Regions from separate parts of the Mus musculus genome. Here region 1 is linked to region 2. Evidence: chromatin contacts called from public Hi-C data. All regions are on one chromosome and are shown on one strand. Each heading gives the region's core, a stretch centred on a gene start, on an enhancer-like site or on the middle of the called end of the contact. The rest is flanking DNA. Distances are from core to core; before and after follow the strand shown. Region 1 overlaps Hs6st3 (heparan sulfate 6-O-sulfotransferase 3). Region 2 holds the start of Uggt2 (UDP-glucose glycoprotein glucosyltransferase 2).

What was found. Hi-C and Micro-C count contacts between places; a contact is called where the count stands out from the background.
Region 1: a contact with region 2 is called in a Hi-C map of the N1E-115 cell line, with 3 times the contacts expected there. The contact joins the enhancer-like site here to the promoter of Uggt2 in region 2. A contact is called at or near these places in 1 of 484 Hi-C or Micro-C datasets (the N1E-115 cell line) and 4 of 115 datasets of contacts at active chromatin or transcription factors (acute myeloid leukemia, astrocytes, embryonic forebrain and 1 more).

The regions. Positions count from the first base shown.
Region 1 is chr14:119,580,628-119,586,926 of GRCm38.p6, reverse strand. The region is part of intron 1 of Hs6st3 (heparan sulfate 6-O-sulfotransferase 3); the gene reads right to left. Among named protein-coding and RNA genes, the nearest start is that of 1700006F04Rik, 170 kb to the left of the region's middle. Within about 2 kb of position 4,561, at least 9 of the 459 cell types and tissues checked have an H3K27ac peak or open chromatin away from gene starts, as enhancers often do. A contact at or near this core is called in the N1E-115 cell line, where this site is marked.
Region 2 is chr14:119,096,632-119,103,010 of GRCm38.p6, reverse strand. It overlaps Uggt2 (UDP-glucose glycoprotein glucosyltransferase 2), which reads left to right and starts at 3,577. Exons shown (of 39, transcript NM_001081252.2): 1 at 3,577-3,800. The coding sequence starts at 3,670. Gm16835 (predicted gene, 16835) reads right to left here and starts at 4,046. Exons shown (of 7, transcript NR_153786.1): 1 at 2,936-4,046; 2 at 2,497-2,723; 3 at 1,847-1,979.

The DNA of each region.
Region 1 (6,299 bases), core at 3,312-5,811, 480 kb before region 2:
TTGGAGCTAAGACAAAGGATGGACCATCCAAAGACTACCCCACCTGGGGTATCCATTCCATAATCAGCCACCAAACCCAGACATTATTGCATATGTCAGCAAGATTTTGCTGACAGGACTCTGATATAGCTGTCTCAAGTGAAGCTATGCCAGTGCCTGACAAATACAGAAATGGATGCTCATAGTCATCTATAGGATGGAACACAGGGCCCCGAATGGAGGAGCTAGAGAAAGTACCCAAGGAGCTGAAGGGGTCTGAAACCCTATAGGTGGAACAACAATATGAACTAACCAGTACCTCCAGAACTTGTGTCTCTAGCTGCATATGTAGCAGAAGATGGCCTAGTTGACCATCATTGGGAAGAGAGGCCCCTTGGTCTTGTAAACTTCATATGCCCCAGTACAGAGGAATGCCGGAGCCAAGAAGTGGGAGTGGGTGAGTAGGGGAGCAGGGCAGGAATAAGGTATAGGGAACTTTTGGGATAGCATTTGAAATGTAAATAAAGAAAATATCTAATAAAAAATATAAAGAGAAAAAAAGAATGAAAAATAAAAATCACAGATTTCTTGTCAGGGCATGTCTCCATTTAAAAAAAAATAATAAGAAACAACTTTCCAGATATCACAGCTTACGTCTGCAACCCTATAGGTGGAACAACAATATAAACTAACCAGTACCCCCAGAACTCACGTGTAATGTTTAATGATTTTGACATGTGACCAACACAAAATTTCCCCAGATACCTTATTTTATTGCTTGTTATAATAAATCTTTGAAATCCTGTGTACATTTGACATTTACAGAGAATTAGAGAATCTCTATCACACATACACACTCACACACACATACACACACACACACACACACACACACACACACACAGAAGCATGCACAAAACACAATGCAAGACAAAGTATCTAAAAGGAAAGGACAGCAAACTGCAGAGGTGGGGGAGCCATTGATCCAAACCAAACCTTCTGCAAGCCACAGCCACCAAAACTGCAGGGTCATTAAAATTCCACCGAGAAAAAAAATGCAAATTTCAAATACTCACAAACAACCGGATTTTTCTTAATTTTGTCTTGAGTTTTCTATGTGATCTTAATATTGTCACAATCAGTTCCATGTACTCAAATATTTCACCAGTATAGTTCCTAATATTTTTAAACAAAGCTATTTTGTTCTCTCAAGTTGCTAATAAATTTATAATGCAGCAGATCTCTATAATTAATATATAAAGCAAGAGAAAGTCACGGCCATCGTCTTTTTTTCTTCCCTCCAAGTATGATTAGAATTGCTTCATAAATTATTCACATATTCTGTTAGAATAATAAAAGGGCATCCCTTCCTACAAGAATCGCATTATTTATTGGGAGGGTGAATCAAGTTCCTTCCAAATTTTGTTTTGATAACAGGTAAGACAAGTTACTTCTAGCAACTAGGAATGTTTGGTTCATCCTATTTTGAAATTTGTGGCATAAGCATCCAAGAGTCATTTGCACTGTTTTCAGTTGCATCTGTTATAGGTGACACGTAACCTTTAAGGCATGCCAGGCTTGCAGCAGAATGATAAGGCAGACAGAAAAGAGCTTTTATCTCCAATTTCCTCTTAACTTCTCTTTTCTCCTCTCTAAAGCATCAGCATGTGCCCAGCCCACCCACCAGGATGAGCAGGTCTCCTTCTGTGGGCTTCTGCACCCAGAGCACACTTCCTCACATGACCATTTATAAGTCAGACTTCCGGCATTCCACCCACCACTACCAATTTATCAGTCACAACACTGATGGATTTATCGGTGTCCTTGCATTTTAAAACACATTAATTAAATCAACGGATTTTGGCTAACAGAACTTTTTCCTGTCATGTTGTAGTTAATATTTAATGATGTTAGTAAGCCTGACCATTTAGTATCTCCGTGAACATATTCTCTACCACCAAAGGCATTTAGAGTCGTACATGTAAAACCATAAGGAAAGGAGTCCACGTATTTAAGTAATACAGTGGGTGTTTGAAAGGCAAATGTTGACACAGAAGAAGAAAATGTTATCTAATGGAGAAAATACGGAAGTGACCATACATGGGTGAGAGAGTACTTATCACCTTTTAGCCTATGGCACGCAGTTTTGTCAAAGTCTTGGAGATGAGAACAAAGAGTTTTCATCTACAGACCAGCCTATGAGCTACAGGATCGGCGAATGGCTTCTCACATCTTAGCACATAGAGCAAAGGGCCTGATGAATGTTTAAAGGATGATTCCATAAACACAAAAGGCTAAAAAAATAAGAAGAAGGTGCTCAGCTTGTACGGATACACGAAAATCCACTCCCACCTGATGGTTACTCTGTTGGCATCTTTCCAAAGCTACAAAGCTTTGCTGCATTCTATATGACACAGTCTGGGTTTTCTTACATTTTTTTTTTATTTTTTAATGTTACCTTCTAAGGAAAAGGAATTATTCATCACTGACCTGAGACACTTCATAACCACCGTTTACCTGAGTGCACTTCAGATCATTCCCATAAGACATGGAAATTGGCCAATACCAACTGAGTAGACCCTAGCTTTGACTTTTCATGGTCAAGAAACTCAGTACTTTTTGGAAGGGGAGAACTAGCAAAATGGGATGGAAGGGACCAAGAGCCTCCAACTGTCTAGAAAACTCAAACGCCCCTGCGAAGAAAATCCCCTGTACTCGCTCATTGCGATCTGTGCAGAGATTTCTTCAAAGCGTGCTGATGTGTGTTATGCATGCAGAGCGAGCGTCTTGTTTTTATGTTGTCTATAATAAATTATAAGGGTAACAGCAGGAGCTTTTTCAATACTATTTGTAAATGCAGCCAGAGGCTATTAAGTGATTGGTGTATCAAATAAATATAATTAGTAAATAGCAAAATAACATGTTTGTAAACTGCCTTTGGAAATACGTGATTAGACCAAAGGCAACGATTTCTGCCAGAGCTTCTAAGTGTTTCTGAGAGATACCAGAAAAATAATTTAACAATTTTCATAATGACTTCAAGAAAATTTCTATGTAAATCTGCTAAGAAGGTAGGTATTTACTTCGTCCAAACTTTTTTGAATGTTTTATGTGGAAAATTTAAGTGTGTGTGTGTGGAGGGGTGGGGGTGTGCTCAAGTGCACACCATAATTTTTCAGGAGAGTTAAAATGTGCTTGATTATTGACTATAAGTTTTTAAATTGGCATTTGATGAGGTTCAAAAGGAGCTATAAATATACCTCCACATGCAGAGTGCTCTCAGGCTGTGGAGTTATTCTCAATTAGTAACACTTAAAATTATTGCACCAAGTCAATCAGTTTGAAAAGAGGTGAGAGCTCTTTGCCCTCCCCCACCCCAGCATCGGGAACAGTTGCTCTTGAATGGCAATTTGCTCCCTCCCATGGAGCAGTGAAACCCCAAGGCCAAGGGCACTTTCCCACTAATCAACAAATCATACCCTCTCCTCCCACCGCAGTTCTCAACCCCCAACCTGCATTGCCCACTTACATGTGACTCCAGGTCCTCAAGTAGATCAAGACAGCCACACACAGCTTTCAAGATCTACAACAATTAGCTGGGCCAATGTAAATTAAATTTCTGACCCTTTCCAAAGCTTCCTTTAGGAGATCTCCCCCTAATATACAACTAAACAGGTCTTATTTTGAAATGCTCCATCTTTTTGACCCGCTTTGCATTTCTTTATACATAGACATTTTTTGTATCTTTCTAGACAATACCAAAATATACTGAGCAGAGAATCCATAAATAATGACAAATGATAGTGGAACTAATATTCACTAACACATATTCTTTATTTATTAATACATATTAATATTAATAAAAATGTGTACTTATACCTAATCAATCCAGATGGAATAGCTGATTAAATATAGTTTTTGAAACACAAGAAACAGAGGTATCTAAATGGCAGTTTAGTCAGCTAGTCAATAAAATCTGAGTTCATAAAAGGTACCTACCTTTTTTGAGATAATTACCCTTGAGATATTTAACAATTCGTGCAGTTTATGTACTTAGAATATATTAAAAAGGATGTGGCTCTGATACCTGCGATCAGATGCTTGCTTCACTGAACTTCGTAGCCACACACTTTTTAAATCTGATTTACTCAATAGGCAGAGTCCTGACTATAAGTCACATGGTCATTCCCGGATCCCAATGATAAAGAAACAAAACAATAAAATATGGTCCCTGCCCTCCAACAGCTCCTGGTCTTGGCAACACACAAGGTCACACCTATATTTTTATTTCCCATAAGTTGGAGCCTGGAGAAGAGACATATGTAATGCAGGAGAAGAAATGGTTTTAAAACAGCCAGAACTTGCTCTAAGGGGTTGGTTAGAAATGCCTGATGTAGGAAAGAGTGCTGAGAGAGAGGGAGAATATTGGGTAAGTGACTAGGAGAGCGCTTATGGAAATTTCTGGAAAATCCAAGACCAAATAAAGATCCCTAGAAGAATAATCCCCGTCCCCCTGGGGCAGTATGCTAAAGCCCATATTTATCTGTGCACTGCAGAGGTGTGAATGCCTGCAAAGACCTCAGGGCCAGATCAAATGAGACTGCTGCTTTCCAGTCTGGGGGCCCCTGGGGACGATTTTAGTACTGAGCACTTAGTCATCGTGTTTGATGGCTTCTGTGGCCTCATTTATCAGGGATCTACAGTTAAATTTAATTTTCGTGCGAACAGAGGACAGCCATGGGAGCCGGGTTCCTCGGTGCTGATCTGCCCCCGTGGATGTCTTCTGAAGTGGAAATGATGGATGCCACATGTTCTGGCTGTGATTAAATTTGCTTTGACAAAGCGGCATGGAAATCTGATTTTCAATAGACTTCTGCATTTCACCTAGTGCTGAGCAAACAGATACAGAACATACTGCTTGCATGGCTGTCAGGCCCCTCGCTAATTCATTGTGCCCATCTAATGAGCCTGCCCATTAAATTATTATTTGTCAATAACACACAGGATCATTTTTTGAAACTCTGAGGAATGGGGAGTTTGTGTTTCAGTAAATAAACATGGAGGGTTTGACAACCAACGTCTGGGGTTTTTCCTCAGAAGGGCCAAATAACTCATCAGTCTGGATGTCTCAGTTCTCCTGCAGAATCAAAGCTGCATTTAGGAAGATCTTAGTTTCCCTTCACTTAGCTCCCATTTCCAATGCAAACAACATCATCCAATTACAACCGAGAATGGAGCTACAAACACCGACACTTTAGCTCCCTGGTTTATCTTTAAAGGAAAGTGAAGCAGAAAATCACATTACGTATGCATCTTATGGTAAAGTTTTTAACCTCCTGCCTAGAAGCGATGCCTATGGGCACCTCCTGGAAAGGGGTCCACTTTGAGGAGAGGCCACAGAGCCCTCTAAAACAGGTGAGTGGAAAATAGGGCGACTATGTATGTTTTTTCCCTCCATGCTGTCTTTTCTCAATGGTTAGCGAGCTTCGCTTTCTCATGACGTTAGGAAAGGACATCTCTGTGAACCTGCCATGGTTTATCTTCAGAAAATCACTACTCAAATTCCAAGTGCAGTGAGTCCTTCAAGAACAGCTTTGGCTTCAAACAGCACTATCCTTCTGGACCTTCTTGCTAACCAGTCGTGGTCACCAAAAATTTCGCCAATGGAATCCACAGGTCTTAAATATTCCTCAGTTTTTAAGTAGCTTGGCTTTGCACTGCACTTGCATATCCAGACAAGCAGGAAAAGCTCTAAAACCTTTAATTTCTCATTAAGAAAAACGTGCTGGGTCCAAATGTATTTCTAAGGGTTAAATGAGACAATGTCTGTGTGAGTATAACCCTATTATCTTTCTGTGGACACCCACGTACCTCATTTTTAAGAACTTGTTTCTGAAAAGTATACGGGGGCTTGCTATCAATCTTCCTGCTACAGTCCTTTCCACCTTTTCACAGAATAAAAGGGGATCCTCATGAGACTGTGGTGTGAGTTAGGTCTAACCCAGGATAGTCCATCATACTCCTGCTTGGTATACATTCATTGCCCAAAGGTTGCACTCTGCTGTAATTTATATAGCTTTGGATATCACATTGGCCTCAAATCCCACAAGTATTTCTTGACTAGCCTTACCTGGAACAGAAGTGACAATCTCCGTGGTACACACGAGGAATCTGTTTCATCGATGTTTGGTGATTTATTCTAGTTTACACAATTAGCAGGATGTTCCACAAGAAGATCCACAGCCAGTCAACTGTGTCTTTGAAATACAGCCCTACAGTATTTTCTTAATCCATGTGGAAGAGACTGAGAGCCCTCTGGC
Region 2 (6,379 bases), core at 2,328-4,827:
GTATCTTTGGTATCTTCCAACAAAGCCCTCCCCACTTCCTTGAGTTTCGGTTTCTTCCTTTAAATACCCCCTTACCCAGCTACTCGGGGCGCCACAGTCCTCTACCCCTGCGTGGTGTATGACCGTGGGCCCGAGAGCGCTCTTGAATAAAAATCCTCTTGCAATTTGCAACAAGACCGTTTTCTCGTTAGTGATTTTGGGGTGTCGCCTCTCCTGAGTCAGAACGTGGGGGAGTCCTCACGTTGTGGGTCTTTCAGTTTGACTCAACTGTCCGGCTCAAATTCCATTCCAACCTGACTGATTCAATCTACCTTTTCTCTTGGCCTCTGACTTTTTCCTCTGCTTGGCCTCAAACCAACTGTAGCAATCTGCTCAATTTTCTGGCTCCTTCTCATTCTCTGACTTGTTCTGTCTTCTGTGTCTCTCTTCAACCTGTCTCTGTAAAGTGCCTTTCTCTCCTCTCCCTCTCCCTCTCCCCCTCCCCCTCCCCCTCTCTCTTAAGTAGCTTTTCTTTTTTTTTCTCCTGAGAGTTGAGTATATCCTACTCTGTCAAATCTTTCTCTGATTCATCACTGTGTCTGCCACTCAATTAGACATCACTTTCAAATATGTCTGCTTCCTTCTACAAACTAACTTTACCTTCATTGTTTTCTTTTAATGTGTGTACTGAGGGTGTGTCTGTACTCCAGCCAGAGGGATTAAAGGTGTATGCTAAGGCTAAGCCATACCACAACCTGAAACAGTTTTTCTTTTTAGTAAATAACACAATCACAGTTCACAGTCTGATCAGATATCCTGCAACAAATCTATATGGTTAAAATGACCAGCTTTATATTTCATGTATTTTGCCACCAATAGTAAGTACTTTGACCTCACTAGCTATGTGTGAGAGCATAGAAGATAATTGTTAAATGTCAAGTTTCCAGTTCTCACATTGTCAAAATAATTAATCTAAAACTTACAGTTCACAGTCACTACCTGCTGTTTGAAGGCCCCCATGATGAACTGCACATGCAAGCATACACACATGCATTGAGACATGTCCTTAGAGGTTGGGTAGCTCAGTTATAAAATGCCAGCTTAGTATACCCAAAGCTCTGTTTCAATCCTGGGACTTCAAAAACAAACAAATAGAATGGAGTTGGACATTAGTAACTTATTTTAAATAAAACATGGAAAGTTATAAAATTGGATTTGCTGATCCTTAGACACTCTTAACCATTATTCATTTGCTTATAATTTTGACACAATCTTGCCTAGGAAGGAGATGTTACAAATTCCTTAAGTTATGAATACTTCCCAATGAGACTAAAGGGCAGGATGCTCTTGCATATTTAAAATGTCCCAGTTAAAACATGACAATAGAGTCTATTTTACGACAAAGGGTATCTAAAAACAAAAGGAGGTTATAAACTTCACTTAAACTTTAAGACTTCATTTCAGCTCAGAAAATTAAGATTCTTATTATCTAAAGTTATTCTCACACAGCATCATTATACTCACTGAATGAATGTCGCCCGCTCTGCACCTTAAGAATTCCAGATGATTTATTCCATGAAACACGTTTCTTATTATAAAGAACTCATTAATCACTTCTTCCGCATATAATGAAAACTGCTATCATGAATTTTACATTCATTGTACTCGGCAGTGACTAACCTTGGATTTCGTTTTCCAAAAAAATAAAAAAAAATAAAAAAAGGGAAATAGGAAATGCTAACAAATGGTTACAGCTCTAAAATCTGTTGAGTTCGTGGCCAACCCAGGGGTTATTGATTCTTAGAACTTATTGATCAAATTTTATAATTTACTGATTTCAGAGTCCCTGGCCATTTTGCTGACTTACGTGTGCTTTGTTAGGTTTTTGCAGTTGGGTTTTTCTGTCTACACCAGGCAATTCCATAGAGAAAAAAATGTGAAGGTCACCCACTTGTGTCCTCTTATCTTCAGGCAAAGAAACAGCCCTGGAGAGATGGTCTCTGTGAGAAAATGTTCTAAAGTCATTTCCGTTCTAGGAAAATACCGTAAGAGATAAAGTGTGTAATTGTGTGAATGAATGGTCACTATTAAGTGAATTTCATTCTCTCCAAACCAATGGTGTAGCATGTCCACTTCTCTGAATTCAACAGGAATTAGGATTCTTAGTATGTAACTTTAGTTATTATCTTATTAACTTATTTCTAACTTGAGTTTATTATGTCCTTTAATAATATATTGCATGTGACTTATACAGCAAGTCTTTTTTTTTTTTTTTTTTTTTTTTTGAGTAAAGATTGGCATTGTATGAGACATGCTGCCATTTAAGGCTGGCTCTGTCAACATCTGATTTCCTTCTATCCCACATCTCAACCAAAAATGAAAAAACGAAAACAAAACATGTTAAGGATTCACAATATACTTTTCCTCAGGCTCCATGACGGGAAAGCAAGTTCGGCGCCCTTAGGTAAACTTCCCGTCTACCTACCCAGGACCTACCCAGGCCTTTTCGATACTTACTGATCCTCGGCATAAATTGTTCCAGAAATGAGTGAGGCATGAGTCCTCAGAGAAAAGTGCCATCTACAGTAGGAAGTAAGTAAGTTCTGCGTTCAGGTCCTAAAGTGAAAATCCAGCGACACGACAGCTGACAAAAGAGTCACTGGGAGAGAAGTCAGTAGTGAAGGTGCCACTTTGGCGTCGAGATTCACCTGAGCAGATTTTTGAACAGCATCTTCTAAAGAAAACTAAACACGTGAGGGTAAATGGAGTGCTTTCTCTCTTTCTCTGCCTCTCTTCATCTGTCTCGTGTGTGTGTGTGTGTGTGTGTGTGTGTGTGTGTGTGTGTGTGTTGGCAGCTGGAAGAGATGGGGTGTACCCACAGAGCAGAGGTGTACACAAATGGGAAGCAAGGGCTCTGTGCTCCTCCTGAACTACTTTTTCCCCACTTTTCTCTTACATTTCACTGCTATCATTTTCCGACTTTTCTTTTTCTATTCAGCTGTAATCTCTTGAAGCAGCGCCTCTCAGTCTTGTGGGGCACAGGAATCACCTGGGCCTTCCAAGGGGCTGAGAGTCAGGACACTTCTGCACCCAACTCCAAAAGCAAGTGGCAGGCCTGAGATGCCACTTCTGATAGCAGCAGGAGACCACTGAATCCTGGGGGGTGGGGGTGGCAGTGGCGGGGAGCGAGGTCCAGCCCTCAGAACCAGCCAGAGAGCAGGGAAAGCCCACTGATAGATAGATAAATCACAGCTCTCCCAACAGTGCACACAGGAGTCGCCTGCGCCTTTTTACGTCATTTTTGAGGCCTACTCTCGCTCCTGCTCCCCCCAGGTGATGCTAACCGGAAAGCTGGCCCTCACCCAGGGTCCCTGACCAGCGGGGCTGGGGCAGCTCCAGCTAGCGGTAGATTGGCATGGAAGGCTGGGTTCCCCAGACCCGGCGGCGGACCCTCCGAAAATCCTCGCGGCGGCCCTGCGTAGGCAAGGGGCCGATGTCCACCCGGGGGCTCCCCCCACTGCGCCCCTGGACCTCGCTGGCCACGCATGCGCACGCCCACGACCGGCGGACTAACGGACTGCAGCTCCCCCCACCGGAAGTGGACGGCGGAGCACCGGGAGGACCAGACCGTAGCGTGGCGTCTCGCGCTTCCCTCGGCGTGCCTTGGTGCGGGCCAGAGCCACGAAGGGGATGAGGCTGCTCCTGCGCTCCGTCGCGCTGTGGCTCGCCCTGCTCGGCGCCAGCACGGCGACTGCGTCCAAGGCGGTGACCGCCCACTTGACTGCGAAGTGGCCCGAGACCCCGCTGCTGCTGGAGGCCAGGTGGGTGCCCAGGCCCGGCTAGCGCCGCGGCCGGGGAGTGGCGGCGGGCGGAGGGACCCGGCATCCCTGAGACATCCCCTCCCGCAAGATGCTGTCAGACCTCGCGATTCAGGGTCGCTCACAGTCCCATGTCCCCTCAGATCCAGTGTCCGCCCAGTCCTGACGGCAATCCGAGGCGTTCTCCCGCCTGACCCCAGCATCCGCTTAGATTTGCAGTCCTCTGGAGCGAGCCCGCGCCCCCTTAGCGTCCCGAGCCGCACACTCCATCCCCTCAGACCTAATCAGAGGCTCTCAGATAGGGTTTCATCTCGTCGTCCACCCACCCCGCGCCCCCCCACACCCATAGCACCAATGCTCTAGATGGTCCCTGGACAACTCTTGCCACTCACTCGCCCCACCTTTCCCACGCACCTACGATTTTTAAAACTTCTGTGTCCCAAGTTTATTCCTGTTCCTGCGCTCTTGTTGATGTAGAGGGCAGAATGTGGCCTTTAGTGCAAGCTCTTCTGCAAAGTTCTAGTCAGCAGATAGTGCTTTGGAGTATAATTTTGATTTATATCCAAAATTAACAGTGGAGAAGGCAGTTTCTCGGTTACACCCTCCCCCCCAAATATCTCATCCAAAGGGATTTGTTTTCCGTTCTGTTTAGTTACCTTGTAGAAAGCAGACAATCGTAATCCCGCAAGCAGAAATGGCAACTCTGCTTCTCATGGTGATACACCTTTGTAATCCCTGGGGATTACATGAGTCTGTGGCTAGTCTGAAGTTACAAAAGGGAAACTTTGTCTCAAATTTAGTTCTTTAATATTGAGCATAAGCAGTTTTGTAACTGTTTTTTATGAATTTACAAGACAACATCCCATGGTTCTACAAAACAAAGGAAAAATCCACCACTATATTGCCTTGCCTTTACTTGATGGCACACAGCGTTTATTGACTAGGAGATTCTAGCTCAAATGTATCTGCTTCCTCTTATCTACAGTGCGTCCTGGCAGTGCATGGACCGGATCCTACATTTAGTCCCAGTCAGTCAATTTTTTTATTATGTATTTATTCTCTCCTAAACTATATATCCAGACTGCAGTTTCCCCTCCCTCCCCAACCTCCCATCTCCCCTAGAACCCTATTTCCTTCAGAAAATAGCAGGCTTCTCAGGATATCAACTGAACATGGCATAGCCAGTTACAGTAACACTAGCCACAAAAGGCTGAGTGAGGCAACACAGTAAGAGGAAAGGGTCTAAGAGCAGGCAGAAGAGTCAGGGACTTCCTCTCCCAGTGTTAGGAGTCCCGCAAGAACACCAGACTATACAACCATAACATATATGCAAAAAGTCTAGTGCAGACCCACAAGGGTTTGGTGGTTGCTGCTCCAGTCTCTGTGAGCCCTTATGATCCTGCTTAGTTGATTCTGTGGGCTGTGGTGGTGGCCTCACCCCCATGACTCCTACACTTCTTCTTCCCCATCTCCTGCAGGGTTTGTTTGTTTGTTTGTTTGTTTTGTTTTGTTTGTTTGTTTTAACAGTTAGCTGTATTGTTGGTGTTTTAGTTTCATGAATTCCAGATTATCACTTCTGTAGAATGTTCCTTAAAGCTTTTGACAACCTAGTCTGAGCCAAATTTGACACCCTCTTTACTTTGTGGTAGGTTGAATGGCAACTCCCACAAAGATATGTCCACATCCTAACGCCCAAATCTGTCAATGGTCAAGTTTTTTGCAAACCTAATTGAGAATATTGGGGCATTTTTAATTAACTTAGTGGGCCCCAAGTCCAGGGTCATGACACATAAAAATACTTAAGAAGGTCATGCAAGGTTAGAGTCAGAGATTGGAGTTAAGTAGCCTCAAGTCACAGCATCTGAAGCCAATAAAACGAGCAGAGGCAAGAACAGTCTCTTCTAGAGTCTTAAAAAGTACTAAAGTACCATCCATTCACTGATTTTGGACCTGTGACATCTAGAGTCATAAGAGAATGTCTTTGTTTTTGAAGCCACCATAGTTTTGGCAACTTGTTACAACAGCACTGGGAAATTCGTGTAGATTTTGATATCGAAAATAGGATCTCAATGCAACAAGAACCCAAAACTGTGAAGTAGCTGTGAGTTTGGGCTACAAGAATTTTGAGAACTGTAGAAAAGGTCTATATCACCTTGAGGAGGCTACTAAAATAATGGTAATTCTGGTGAGGACTCTGTGAGTGTGGTAGAACTAGCTGTTGTTTTCTGGAGAATGAATAGTCTTGAATAAGATGTTGGTAAAAACATGGGTATTGAAAGTAGTTATGGGAAGGATTCAAAAGGGATGTGTTATTTATTGGAAGCAAGAGAAAGGGTGGGTCTTGATATATATCGACCGTATATACCGGCTAACGTAGGTTCAGCCACTTGTGAACACCAACTTGGACAGTTGTCCGTTACCTGAGGAGATTTTCAAGAACTATCCAGGATGCCACCTTGTAGCTCTTTGCTGCATAAGCTACAGGATGAAGAGAGAAATAAGCCATGGGAAAATGAGGCTACCCTTTGCTATTTGGAAATTTTCTCAGGCTGTTTATATTGGAAAGGATATGAAAATTAGGA